Linked DNA regions of Bicyclus anynana: region 2 is linked to region 1. The links are chromatin contacts, called in public Hi-C maps. All regions are on one chromosome and are shown on one strand. The core of a region is the stretch at or near the end of the contact, and the rest is flanking DNA. Distances in the headings are between cores, read along the strand shown. Region 1 has its middle 12 kb from the start of LOC112050532. Region 2 holds the start of LOC112050537 (pinin).

The links. Hi-C and Micro-C count contacts between places; a contact is called where the count stands out from the background.
Region 2: a Hi-C map of whole larva shows a contact between it and region 1, with 8 times the contacts expected there. The contact joins the promoter of LOC112050537 here to the enhancer-like site in region 1. A contact is called at or near these places in 2 of 2 Hi-C or Micro-C datasets (whole body and whole larva).

What each region holds. Positions count from the first base shown.
Region 1 is chr21:14,567,284-14,574,777 of ilBicAnyn1.1, forward strand. No RefSeq gene overlaps it. Among protein-coding and RNA genes, the nearest start is that of LOC112050532, 12 kb to the left of the region's middle. Within about 2 kb of position 3,313, at least 4 of the 8 cell types and tissues checked have open chromatin away from gene starts, as enhancers often do.
Region 2 is chr21:14,632,007-14,639,500 of ilBicAnyn1.1, forward strand. It overlaps LOC112050537 (pinin), which reads left to right and starts at 2,768. Exons shown (of 6, transcript XM_024088826.2): 1 at 2,768-3,008; 2 at 3,079-3,213; 3 at 3,920-4,139; 4 at 4,685-4,979; 5 at 6,465-6,725; 6 at 7,026-7,494. The coding sequence starts at 2,881. The coding sequence ends at 7,264.

The DNA.
Region 1 (7,494 bases), core at 2,063-4,562:
ACGGAGGAACAAGATTATAAAGTTCCTGTGCACACTCTCCGAAGTATATTCGGCGACGTTGCGTCGATGTTGCAAACTTTGCAGTTTCGTCCGTGTCAGCGGTTCATCACCTATGATACGTCTAGCGCGACGATCAACCGAGTCTAATGCAGCGAGCTGATATTTAGCAGAGCCATCCCATAGGTGACTGCAGTACTCCATGCTGGTTCGAACCTGTGCCTGATAAAGGGTGAGAAGTTGTTCTGCTGTGAAGTACCGCTTTACCTTATTCAGGATGCCCAATTTTTTAGCTGCAGTCTTGGCTTTATTCTCGATGCATTGGTTGAAAGCGTAATGCGGATAAACATACGGAAGTGCATTTCTAGATATAATTGTTTGACGTTCCTGTTCGGCGCTGAAATAACTTGCTTATGAGCTCGAGTTAAAGCAGTTTAAGTTATAGGACTGTAAGTTGTTTATTTTAAATTCAGATTATTATTTATTACATTCTTTATTTATCCAATTTCTTTTAAATTTAAATTAACTTCCGGAATAAAATAATATTATATTTAATTATTCTTCTACTATTCTCAAACTCAGTGCTAATGCAAAAAATAAATCCCCCGTTTTGACGTCGTATCGTACCTACGGGTAGCAAATTGACCCGAACTGGGAATCCAACCCCTGACCTCTGGTTTAAAAACCAGTTTACTTTAGATTTTTTTATAAAAGAAAATATGGCAGAACGTATGCCAGGCCAGCTAATAACAAATAATAAATTATTGTCATATAATTATCTGTATATTTGTAATACTTTTATTTTCAAGTTTCCGCACGACTTGTTACAAGCATTAATACTAATCTTCTATGGAGGGTTACAATATCAGATCAGATTACGGATAAATAACTAAGTCCCTAACTAAGGTAAGGTAACTAAGTAGGTATTCGGTACCTTAGTCGAAGAGCTTTTGCTCACATAGGTAAGTATCTTTGATTGCCGCTCTACATGTGTATCACCAAGTAGCGAGATGTTTCCTGGACCTAAGCCTAAAGGTAGGTATGGACTATGGTTGATGATATTTTAGGCCAGTGGCGTAGCGTGCCGTGTAGCGGCCCTGTATCAAAGTTAGTCGGGGGGGGCCCAGGGTAGATATTTCTCACAAAAGAAACAAAAATGTAGGATGTTTCCGTTTTTAGGACAGCACGCTTAACCCGGGAAAAAAGTATTGTGTTTTTTTAATTATGTGATTTCTGAAGTGAAATAATGAAGTGAAATATAGTCAGTTTTTGGATGATTTCCGGGAAGCACAAGTTTAACTGACATTGTGAATTTTACCAATTTTTGTGTTCACACGTAAGGGGGCCCTGAACTCCGGGGGCCCTGTATCATTGATACGGCTGATAAGGCGGTCGCTACGTCCGCGTTTTAGGCACGTGAAGTTCAAAAAGCTGCTTCAAGTTGTGGAGCATTCGGCAGGACATTGTAGGAGGTGCACCTAACTTGCATGCGTCCAAAGTGTTGCCATATCATAAGCGATGAGTTTCTATTTTCCATAAGTTGGATTATATGACAGATCTATCCGTCGTTATCCTCATCATTAGCAACCCGTTTTCGGCTTTCACTGCTGACTTGCTGAGCACGAGTCTGCTCTCAGAATGAGAGGGGGTTAGGCCAATATTTACCACGGTGGCCCAATGCGGATTGGCAGACTTCACACACGTAGAGAATTAAGAAAATAATTAAGAAAAAGTATGAAGGTTTCTTCACGTTAGTTTTCCTTCACCATTTGAGACATATTTTATTCAATTCCTTAAAATGCACTTAACTGAAAAGTTGAAGGTACATGTCCCGGACCGGATTCGAACCACGCCCTCCGAATCTCAGGCAGAGGTCATATCCACTGGGCTATCACGGCTCTCAGTGGTTGTAATTAGTTTAAAGAGTTGTAGTTCTAGGAGCTGATTGGAGTGTCGCCGGGCTGGCAACAGGCGCGCACTCGCGCGGACAACTATCTCAGATAATAATTGATAATAATAGATAAAATTGGGACCGTGTGCACTGTTAAGGGGATCGTCGCCGACTTTGTGTTGGAGCTTAAAATATAAAATATCTAATAAGAAAATGCAAATTTATAATATACCTACCTATAGTTTTGCACTTTTTTATAGTTATATGATGTTACATACACTTAGGGTTGCCAACTGTACTATAATATAGTATTGTACTATATTTCGAGTCTGCGTATTATATACTGTTGAAGAACTATATACCTAGTACTCAAGCAAAAATACTATATTTTCAACACTGAAATATAATAAACAAAATTTTCATTTTGAAACTTTATGAAAATTAGTTTTTGCAAGATGCAACAGCATCTAGCCTATAGTGCGCTATCCTTACGCTTTAGAGAGTTGGTTTTAAAAAAAATTAAATGACCGCATTATTGCATATGACCGTTTTATTTCAGATAAATAAATGTTAATTGTTTGCTTATTCCTTAAAATACAATATTTTATTTAAGCGTACTATATATTTTTATAGCTAAATCTAAAAAATACTATATTTTTCTGAAAAAATGTTGGCAACCCTACATACACTATGCATGTTAAGTCCAGTGGCTTAGTGTGGATGTGGACGAATCTAGACGTGGGCAAATTCGCATCAGCGAGGCGAGGCGTTAGACTATTAAAGGTCTAAGGGCGAGGCCCTACCAACTTCCCATATCCGGGCTGAGGGTGAGGACCAGAAGCGTTTCACTTTAAATAGGTAAGTATCTAATTTAACAATGCGTTCCGGCAATTCCTTCAGTTGGTAACCAACTAGTATACCTACGCACGTACTAGATCCAAACTAAATCCACAACAAAATCGTGTTCAAAAGGTAAAATAACTAGGCAGGTAAGTAATAGATACCTAACTTCATCAAAGCGAAATGTAAACGGTGTAAAGGTAAACGTTACTAAAAGGCGTAGAGAGGTATACCCCTTAACAGTTGTTCACACGGCACCAATGTCGTGTGCAAAAAGGCTTTACAATACAATTATTATCGACGTGATTGTTCATAATTGTTCAAAGTGCGAGCCACCGCCGCGCCGCTCTGTATCTTTGAAGATAATATATTTCACGATACTCCTAATCCTAATTAAGTAACTGTAAACAACAACTATTTTCTAGTTTATTCTAAGGAAACATTTCATTAATTTTAATAAAAAAATAAAAAAATTTGAATTTATTCGTTTTATTAATTTCGAATCGTTCGGTATAGCACGGCCATCTCGCGTGCAATAGCTGAACTTTGACGTGTAGGTTGTTGTGTGAACGGTTGTAAGAGCTTGCCAATAGATGGCAGTACTAATTTTTAAGCCGGATTCACGATTGCTAGTCTGAAATATTTAACTCATTATTGGCATATTTTACACATTTAAAAATTCATAAAAACCATATATTTTTTAAAATTTCATGATTATATGATTATGTTTTTATTTAGTGTGTTTTACTATTCAGAGCTGTTGCCTGTTACAATTGCCTTGTAGGTACAGTGGTATAAGTGGTTTTCGAGGTCTTGGGTTCGAATCTTGAGCTATATGCGATAGTGAGTTAGAATATTCTCAGCCCGGAGTCGGAAAGTTGGTGGTACCTCCCCACCTGTTAAGCTGTCGGTTCCGTTATTATCATTTATGTCTGATACTGGTCGTTATTTAACATTATCCCGCCAACCCGCATTGGTGCTGCGTGGTGGGTCTATGCACCATTTCTATTTTATATTCATATTATCTATTCTTCATATATTCATTCAGCATATCTTCTATAAGGAGGGGTATTCCTCCTGTCCCTATTGTGGGCAATTTAATAAGACTAATAGTTGATGATTACTATATTCAGGGATCCCTGCTTAAAATTCCATGTGTCTATTTTTTTTTTGTATGTAGGCAGATATAACTACCTACTCAAATGGAATTTCGAAATGGTTTGAGAGGTTTCAAGGTCATTGAAATCTGCTTTCACCTTACACAGCCACCACGGCCCAAACTCCTTAATTGGCTAAGATAGAGCTTCCTTGTAGATAAGTACATTATGTTAGAAGAAGGGCTGACAATCCTTCAGCTTTCATACATTGAGGCGAAGATTTTATACTATTAGATATGTCACTAGCGCTGACAACTGCGGCGAATAAAGTTTCTAGCCTCTTATCTTAGAAATTCTTAATTTTATATAGATAATCGCATAGTATAGCTACAACGAAAATTTAAACAAATAGTACTTAAATATTAGCTACAATAACGAGTTGTGTATAAAAACTGATCAGTAGGTGAATTTGTAGGCATATGACATATCTAACTAATATGTATGTGTTGGTAGTATAACATTTTTGCAATGAGGCTCTCGTTTGACTATTCATTGCGTCTGTCGGAATCTTGGAATGGCCTTTTTTGCAATTCTTACTTTTGGCAAAATCACTGACCCTTGGCAAATTTTGCTGCATATGCAACAGCTCGTTTGATACACTGCCGCCCGCCGCCGCCGGGCGCTACGCTTTGTAACTCGAGCCGCCCCGCCCTCGCCCGCTGCAGGGTCGGACTCTTCGGGTCAGGGTCAGAGTTAGACGCCGTCGTCACGTCACTCTGTTGTCATCGTATCGCTTTGTCAATAAAAAATTAATGATGTTTACAGAACTAGCTTATTCTTATTATACCGATACGAATGAAAGCGAATGATGTATCGAGTAGGTACTTATTACTTACTTTCTTCGGCGCTACAACCCCTTGGCTTTCTCTACCACTTTTCTCCATACATTTCTTTTCTCCACGCAGCAAATAGATATTGTGATACTTGTTTTCTCTTTTCAGTTCATTACGCTTAAGCAGTCGTTTTTTTTATAATAATTTGCAAGCCTTATTTCACACAATCTATAGCCATCTTTATTTAGGTCTTCCTTTTAATCTTTACCTGTGGTCTCCATTTTGTCATCACTTTAGGCCCTCTAGTTTTGGCGCCCTCTCCTCCTTCCCTAGCTGCTGAAGACGTTGCGCTTTACAATGTCTCACTATTGTTTCGACTTTCACTAGATTTCCATTTCGTAGTTCATTCAGTGGCGATAGATTCCATCTAAACTTCATAGTGGTCCAAATATTTTGCGGAGCACTTTCCTCTCGAATACCTACTGATAATTTATGTTCTTCTGTGACACTGAGAGTCCACTTTTCGCATGCATAGGTAGCTATAGGCCAGCGGCCTTGTAAGAGTTGACCTTATGTAGGAATCCGTGGCGCATTGGTATGCGCGGTGGATATACAAAACGGAGGTCCTGGATTCCAACCCCGGCTGGGCCGATTGAGGTTTTCTTAATTGGTCCAGGTCTGGCTGGTGGGAGGCTTCGGCCTTGGCTAGTTACCACCCTACCGGCAAAGACGTACCGCCAAGCGATTTGCATTCCGTTACGATGTCGTGTAGAAACCGAAAGGGGTGTGGATTTTCATTCTTCTCCTAACAAGTTAGCTCGCTTCCATCTTTGATTGATCTACCTACCTACCGACCATCAGGTGAGATTGTAGTCAAGGGCTAACTTGTAAAGAATAAAAAAGACCCACAGAAAAAGTCTTGTGTTATAGGTGAGGAGATGTGAGGAAAATAGCTTACTAAGGAGTAGGAGGGCGTAGAAACACTTATTTCCAGCGAATATCCCGGTTTTTAGTTTTTACTTTCTCTTCAAAATTATTTTGTGAATTCAGAATGGACCCCAGGTAACGAAAGCTGCTCACTTGCTTGAGGGCTTCCGCAGTTGTTGGTGTTCGCTGACTAGCAAGATATTTAGTTTTATACGTGTTCACTTCTAGACCGGATTGTAGAACCTCGGTAATCTAGTACCCATCTTTTATTGCCTGATAGTACTCGTATGTTGGAGTTAGTCTCTGCATAGCCAGATCTTTATAATTTTTAAAAGCCCAAAATTTGTTAAGTATGGTAGGCATCAACTATGGAGTTTTGAGTGAATAGTTTTGGACGTAGCAGATTTCAAAGGTCTAGAAATAAATCCGCATCCTTCCATTCAACTGATCAAAATATTTAAGTAGGTATTGTTTTTTCAGTTTTCATATAATTTCTACCTAGTAATACTTATTATAGATACTTGAGATACTTTATCTCAATACTTGCCACAATCTAGATCTTCGTAGATATGGGATCCTAAGTAAGTATGTGATTCCGACACGCTATCTTTTACTGTTTAGTGTAAAGCTCAACAAACTTCTCTAAACAAGAGGAGAATGGATGAGCATATTATAGCCACTGGCGCCGTTCACCATGTCGCAACGCTTGTTTGGCGCGAACTATACATACTAGGTATATTACCTACTGTGTGTTGTAGTAAGTTCGTGGGAGTCTCTGAATTTCACGGCACCTGTGCTGTTTAATTTCAATTCTGAAGTCCAAAGCCGCCGAACGAAAGCCTCCATTTTAATTACGAAGCCGCGCGCCCGCGCCGCAGTGTGCCGGTGCGGCGTCGAATGACATTTTAACAGCCAACCATTCTCTTTTTGCTCCTGCGCTTTTTGTTTAGGGTTGTTGGCATTTTTTAAAAGAACTGATTTATTTCTGATCGTACTGTGCTACCGGGAGACAAGCCGCATTAACGCAAAACTTATTTAAGGGTAGCTCTTGTATATACATCTATAGTCAGATCGGGTAGGTATTTTAAACAATGTAAATAAACAAAAACATATGATTAAGGGGTGCTCAACATTTTACTAAAGCATTATTCACGAATATTGTCATGAAATAAAACTTCCTTTGATAGACAATTTTTTTTATAATTTACGTTCCTATAAACTGTTATTTATCGAACAGACAATGTTTCACTTATATTTAGGGTTCCGTGGTCAATAAAGAACCCTTATAGTTTTGTTTTTTTATTATGTATAAGCAAGCACCGCTTAGCTGTACGCTAGATTGTAAGCTATGAGGCAGCCTTTGGTAGAACGCGCTTGCCTAGAAGATGCCTATTCACTCTTGACTTGAAGATACCCATACCCATGTCCGTCTGTCCTTCTATCTGTAACTCAATTACTAATAGAAAACTGTAGCTTGACTATGAAAATTATGTACGCGATTATAGGCGTAAATTAAAAACTTGACAAGTAGTTTTTACTCGTTTTCTCGTAGTGTGGGTTATTGTTAGACATACGTTTTTATGTAGAATTTGATGAGTTTGTTAAGACACTACTTTTCAATTTAGGCCTTTATTTGTAAAATATTAAGATTTAAAGTGCTAATTTAATTTCGTACTAAACTAAATAAAATTAAAAACAGTAAACGAACAACAAATAACAATAATAAACAATAACAACGAAACGAGAACAAAACGAAATAACAAAAATTATAAGGGAAGAAAATACGCACAACAAACTGGATTTAGTTAACGAATACTGTGAAGTAGGAGTATTAGTCACAGACAAAAAATAAAGTAGTGTTCTGTGCTGTGAAGTGTGAACTGTCAAATCTCAAATCTTCTTTCACTTA
Region 2 (7,494 bases), core at 1,518-4,017, 64 kb after region 1:
AACTGGATTTTCTCAGGGTAGATAGTATATTGTCTATCTTCGTTTTAAATTTTAGTCAAATCGGTTCAGTATGTATTTGCGACGTTAAAGAGTAACAAACATCCATACCTACAAACTTTCGCGTTTATAATAATTAGTAAGTAGGATGAATCTCAACACTACCGTATCTACTCGAGGAACTCGTAACAAATGGGAAAAGAGAAAATGGTAAAAGGTACGTTTCCGTGCTGGCTCTAAAAATAATAAAAACATTCCAGAGATGTTTAATAACAGGCAAATGAAGTGGCTAAAGTGAGGTATTAATCGGTAAAACTTTAGACCCTATAACACAGCAATATTGCCATTCGCGTATCTAGGATTATTTCCTAGGGTGTGCCTAGCCCCTGTTATGCCTCTGAGGAGAGTCGACACTCAATAAAAAAATTTCGTTGACAATGTTTGTGGAAACTGGCTTCTGCAACGAGTCTACTGATTATATTGATTTTTCTTTGTATATTTTGTATTTTGGCGTCCATCATAGAATTTTAAATCGGTAGCCCGGGCACGACCCACTCGGCACCCACGCTATGAATATTGCTAAGTGCTAAGAATGAGTGTAGCAGTAGTGCTTCCCCAGTCGAGCTCTGTGACGAAGGGCGGAACAACCATACATCCAATAAAGCAAAGTAACACGTTGTGCGCGCGACAGTGGCAGCGGGACGGAGCTATTTTTCATAGCGCGCTTGAATGCTTGGCTACCGACCGGATTTAGCCGCCTCCGACTACGTGCTCACTGCTCACTGTACACTCTGTGCCGCCACACCACTGCTTCTAATGCCTCGGCCACACTCAGCGCAATATAGCACTATGCCTTGCAGCCTTGATCGCACGTACCGAGTAGTAGAGAGTAAAAAGCAACGTCGGTTTTAGTATATGTAGTAGTATATTTATATAGTATAACTGTATAAATTTAATATGTAGTAGTTTCGACATCCCATTTGTTACTAACAGACATGGTGTATTTTATTTTATTTGGAATTGTTTTAAACGAAAATTATCTATAGTTATTATATTATGCGGCGACGTGACGATAATCATGTGGCCGTCGGCCGAGTGGCGAGACAATGTATGTTCAGACCTGGCGAGTGAGCGAGCGAGACAGTGCGGGGACGCGGGAGGGTGGACACTCGGCCTAGTAGATAGAACAGGAGCCGAGCTACTGTCTCGGCGCTTTGTTCGGCCGAGTGCTCGTTACGTACCGAGGACTCGGCCGAGGGCACTGTCTCGCCCGTTTGCTCGGTACGTGTGATCAAGGCATTAGATTCGCTCATCGCGTCGAGTGCGGCCGAATATTTGCTATGGGCGGAGATAACAGCACTTATGAGTACCTCCGCGCATTTTACCTCGTCTGTGATTGTTTTGTTGTATTGAACGATGTGTGCGGCTGTCGCATCTATACTAATATTATAAAGCTGAAGAGTTTGTTTGTTTGTTTGATTGAACGCGCTAATCTCAGGAAATACTGGCCCGATTTGAAAAATACTTTCAGTGATAAGCCCATTTATCGAGGAAGGCTATAGGCTATAATATATTTAAAAAAAAAATACATCCTTCTTGAAACTACAATAACTTTTGTATAGGTACCTACCCAAGGTGTACAAAAGTTTTCTTTACTAATTAGAATTTTTTAATAATTTTCATGAATAAGTACATAGGTACATAGGATATCTTTATACAGAATTGTCAATTGCATGTCGGAGTCCAGTCGACACACCGCGCGGCGGGTGAAGGCTGCTGCAGCGGCGTCCACTTCATAGGTGCCGAAAGCAATACCTACTCCGAAAACTGATTAGGAATGGAGAAGTCATTTTCCATTTTGTCACATCAACATTCAACATCTTGAACAATCCATAAACATGCGCAGAAGTCGATTTGTCGGTCTCTTGGGTGGGGCGAAGGGAACGCGGGGGAATACAGAGCGCGCGCGCGCCTGCTATTGGGGAATCAGTCGGCCTTGTCCATTGTCATAAAGTGTACCTGCGCGAACTTTCCCCCACTACGCCACTTTTTGTTCAAGATGTTTGCCGAGCGCTGTACATTACAATGCTTACCCTAGTTGAAAATGTTGAGCACGCCACTGCTCAGCTATACATCTTCGTCAGCAGGCGCCGTCGCAGCGAGTGGGCGGACGTAAGACACTGAGCCCAACACTTCACCCGTGGCCGGCTCAACACACAATATTACCTAAACTTACATTTTAGACTTAAGTCATACACAGACTTAAGTGATCATTATCAGGGCAGATTTCCCTCTTTATGAGAAGGGTTATGGAGCTTAACACTACCTACCACACTGCAAATTAATTTACTTATTATTTATGTAATATACTTTATTGCACAAAAGAATAACAATAACATAGAATTAAGAATACATAGTAAACAAGTAAGTATGTGCTAAGACGGACTTGTACATAAATGTTTTCTGTGGTTAGGGTTCATTTACACAAGCGGCAAATCTACCAGTCGACTGCAGTCAGCGACGTCTCGGCGGCAGGCGACGGCGTCGCAGTCGTTGGTAGCAGTTACATTTTATCTCCGTATTCCCCCGGGAACCGGAACTACGCGGGTGAAACCGCGCTGCGGCTAGTGTTTTATAGCCTACAAACACAATTTTATTGTTGGTAACGCCATCTATTGATGAGTAGTCAAATGTATATATGTAAATCTCATCACTCATGTTCTGTGTGGTAACTTAATCTGTGGAAAAAGGTGTTCCGTGTTTCGAAATGCCTTAAATCTTTAATATCTAGGGCCGTAAATAAAAAAATAAAAAAAAAAGATTTAGAAGTTTGGAATTTACGAGTGAAATATTTATTTAGAAATTAAATGAAAATCTACTAAAATGGGAACCGAAGTGGCTTTATCATTTAGTTCTTTGCGAGCTCAACTAGAGAGCGAAAAAAGTAGTTTGTTCAAAATAGATGAAAATATAAAGAAAATCGTTCAAACATCCGGAAGATTCACGGATAGGTTAGTGATAACAAGTACGATTATGAGATGGTTTTGTGGCACATTTCGTTGAATACAAGTGTGATTGCAGATTTAACGCGTCGACGGACTACACGCGAGGCGGCTCGCGGGTCGGCGGGCGGAACTCCTACCCAGACGCCGGCCACAACTACAGAAATGATGAGCAACCCAAACGGAAACACGAAACCAAAACTGTGTTTAGCAGGCGAGTTTTATTTACTTATTCTATGGTTTATTGTAAACACCATTAATAACTAGATAGTATGAATAGATCTGGATAAATTTGTTTTTTAGATAACAATTCGCCACTGTATAATTAGTATGTTCATCTTCAAGTAGAGTGGTTGTAGCCTTGAGTACAATGGAGGATAGACCAGGGACCTTCTGCTATTGAAGGATAGACTGCTTGCAAGTGGCCTTTGATCTGTTCCCCTATTTGTTGGCATCCGATAAGACATCATCAGAATTGTTTCCCTTTGAAAGTTCTAATAAAAGTCAAGACAGTTTAGGTCTGTTTTGCACTGCAACAAAATTATTTTAATCCAATGTATGTTTTTTTATGTGGACATTGCTAACATGATGAATAAATCAATAATTGATGTATTGTCAATGTTGCAGGTTGTTGTATGAACCTACCAGCCACAATGGATGGTGGTGTATGGTGGGTCTAAGCTCCATATCATCTGTCGTTTAAGGAGCGTGGCCTGGCCCTGCAGTGCGGCGTTAATAAAAAATATTTGCCATATATTTTAAACATTCCTATTCCACTTCAACAAGTCAGAAAAAACTGCTTTAGGCGTGGTTACGACAATAGACCAGGGGATGGGGATTTAACCACACCCTTGGTGATGAGAGGCGGCTCCTATACCATTGAGCTATTAAAGCTTCTTATTAATGATGATATGGTACAGATTATCAGGGCGTGCGCACGACAGTGATGGTGAAGACGAGGGGGTGCCGAAGCGCGCGCGCGTGCCGTCGGCTGTGTGCCGCGAGCTGCCGTCGCGCGCTTCCGTGCTGCGCGCGCAGGGCGATGACGAGCAGGCGCGCACAAGGAATAGGCGTATCTTTGGATCACTGCTCGGCACGCTGCAGAAGTTCAAGCAGGAGGAGATTGTACTGCAGACTAAGGTGAGTGCACTCTCACTCACAGCATCGGCGAGAGTCATAACTAAAACCTCAGAAAGTTGTTGCATAATTTGTTTAAAGTAAAACTTTTATGCACGCTTGAAATGAGAATAAATTTGGTGACTGAAAAACAAAATGTGTTATTGGGCACTGCCGTCTACAGCCATCGTGAAGCTGTGTTCATTGTTTTAAAGTTGACGGTGTACTTAAAGAACTTTAAAACGATCCCTTTTTGTACACTTATAGAAACTGTTGGTGTGAAGTCAAACATATCTCTTATTGATAGGCGCAGGATATAACATTCTGCACTTTTTCTATAACTAAAAAAAGTACACTGGAATATGCCTATATGTATAATTAATACCTGCTTATCACTTTATATATTTAGTTAATGGATTTATAATTAACAAAAATGCATAATAATTAGTTATCAGGCAATTAGAAGAATATTCAACAGAAATATTTGAAGTTTAATAATCAGTTACAACTACAAATAATGTTTGCTAAATGTATTGATGTTTATAAAAGTATGGATTCATCATTTGCAGGAGGACAAGAAGGCTCAAGTGGAAAGAAAGATAGAAGAGCAGGCGAGACAAGAAAAGGAAAGAGAACTGAAGGAAAGAAAAACTTTATTTGCAGAGCGGGAACACAAGAAGGCAACTATCAAGGCTCTGGAGGCGAAGATGGCGCGCCTGCAGGAGTTCGAGCGCTGGGAGGCGGCACACGGCTGTCTGGGCAACTTCATACTGTGCAAGGCCAAGCCTAGTGTCTACTGGCTGCCTAAAAAGATGTCTGAAAAAGCTCAGGAAAAGTTGGATGAGAGTAAAAAATATCACGAAAGTAAGTTATGGCTTCTAGTATTGTCTGTTATACCTATTTGTTCTTAAGCATAATAGGCCTTGACATTCTATAATAATTTATATATACGGGCTGGATTGCGGTGTAAGGCAGGGCGGTTTAAGTTCTCCGCTTTTATTTAACCTTTATGTTAATGAATTAATTGAGAGATTGGGCAGCGCTCGTGTCGGCTGCCATATTGATGACATATGTGCCAACAACATTAGCTATGCTGACGACATGGTGCTGCTCAGTCCTTCGATTACTGGACTTAGAAGGATGATTTCCATCTGCGAGACATACGTGGAGGAGCATGGCCTAAAATATAACTCAAAAAAGAGTGAAGTGTTGGTATTTAAGGCACCGAAACAACGGATACGTCATGTGCCACCAGTATGTCTTGGAGGTGTACCTCTGAAGGTCGTAGATAAATTTAAATATCTTGGTCATATTGTCACGAGCGATCTTGGAGATGATGATGACATTGAGCGTGAACGCAGGTCGTTAGCGGTGAGGGGAAATATGCTTGCCCGCAGGTTCTCCCGGAGCACTGCAGACGTAAAAATTACGTTATTTAAAGCGTTCTGTCAGTCTTTTTATACCGGTGGCCTGTGGGTGACATATACGCGCCGGGCCTATAACGCCTTGCGTGTTCAGTATAACAATGCCTTTAGGATGCTGTTGAGGCTGCCATGGTGCTGCAGCGCCTCAAAAATGTTCGCAGACGCGCATACAAATGACTTTTTTGCAATAAGGCGTAAAAAAGCGGTGTCTCTCCTACAGAGATTACGTGCTAGCACCAATGGCATCCTAAGGGTATTGTCTGCTAGGCCCGACTGTCCAATTCTAGGCCATTGTGTGGAAGTAGCTATAGGGCGTACTTGATTGTTGTTTTAAAATATTATCAAAAAAAAAAAAAATTCCAATGTTACTAACTGTACTAATTTAATTTAATAAGTAAGATGAAAATGTCACCTACTAATATACTAACAATATATGGATTTGTAATTCTGAAATAAAATAAATTATTATATAAAAGATTTGCTGACATCAGCTAATGTCTGCGAATCTGTCTGTGAGAAATTGTGTGTCTCTCTTGTTTTTTGTAATTATATTCTGATAATAGTAAATTTAAATTATTATTATTATTATTAATAGTAAATTTTCTTCTGCAAGGTCAAATTTTTCTCTGTACTAAAATCCATCACAATTGGTTTAGTTGTTTTTACTTTTGCATTTATAATGTTACTTAATCTATACAAATATTATAAAGCTGAAGAGTTTGTTTGTTTGATTGAACGCGCTAATCTCAGGAACTACTAATCCGATTTGAATAATTCTTTCAGTGTGAGATAGCCCATTTATCGAGGAAGGCTATAGGCTATATATTATCCCCATAATTCTACGGGAACGGGAACCACGCGGGTGAAACCGCGCAGCGTCAGCTAGTAAATTATAATAATTCTCTTATTTACTTTTACATTCTAGAATATTTATCGCGCAAACGCCAAGAACTGCAAGAAGAGTTGCGCAGAATAGAACAGAAGTGTCTCCGGCCTCGCGGCTTCGCTGCCAAAGAGAACGCGCAGGATGCCTTCCATGAGGGCGGGGGGGCAGGGGCAGCGGCCGCCGACGACGAGCGCACCAGCAAGAGAGACAAGTTCGCGATGGACGTGGATGAGAAGGAGAGAGAGGACAGTGACGGGGAGGAGAGGCCAGAGGGTGTCGAAGCTATCAAAGAGGAGAAAGGTATTTGAAGTATAATGTTTGATCAGTATGAACAAATCATCAATCATAGGTACGAGTTTCCATCACCACCAACTTCACTGCACCCCCTGCCGCGCAGTACAGGGGTACGGAGTAAGACAAAGAAAGAGGGAAGAGGAGAAAGCAGATGGCAGACTGTGTCTCTATTACATACTCATAGAAGAAAGAATTGAAGCACTTATAAAAAATATTGTAGATATATATTTAGTTGGTTCAGCAGTTACCACCACCTTTAAATGAACTGACCATTATCCTTGATTTACCTGATTCATTTGTTTTCAGAATCGGATCAAAGTAAAATGGATACAAGTGTTGAGCAGAATGTGTCAATGGAAACTGATGATGTAAAGAATGAACAGGTCCATACAAACGACACTGGTGACACTCGCGACACTGCTGCTACTGAATCTAGTGACACTCGCGACTCTGTTGCTGAGCCTAGTGCCGCTCAGGACATCGCTGCGACTGAACCCAGTGTTGCTAGCACTCAAGACACTGAAGACGATACAAAAGAGACCTAATGTGTTGTAAAGGTGTAGCTAAATATTTCAACCGATGCCTGTCCGTACTGGTTTTATGCAGGAGCATTCATAGACCCCAAGCCAACGCCAGTGTTGGATTATCTTCATTGTGTCGACTAACAGTGTCTGCTAGTGCACCAACCATCATATAGGGACTGTGACGTTCATTGGTTCTTTGAGCTATGTACATTTCAAAACAAAAAGCTAGATCTATTTGGGATTTCCTAATA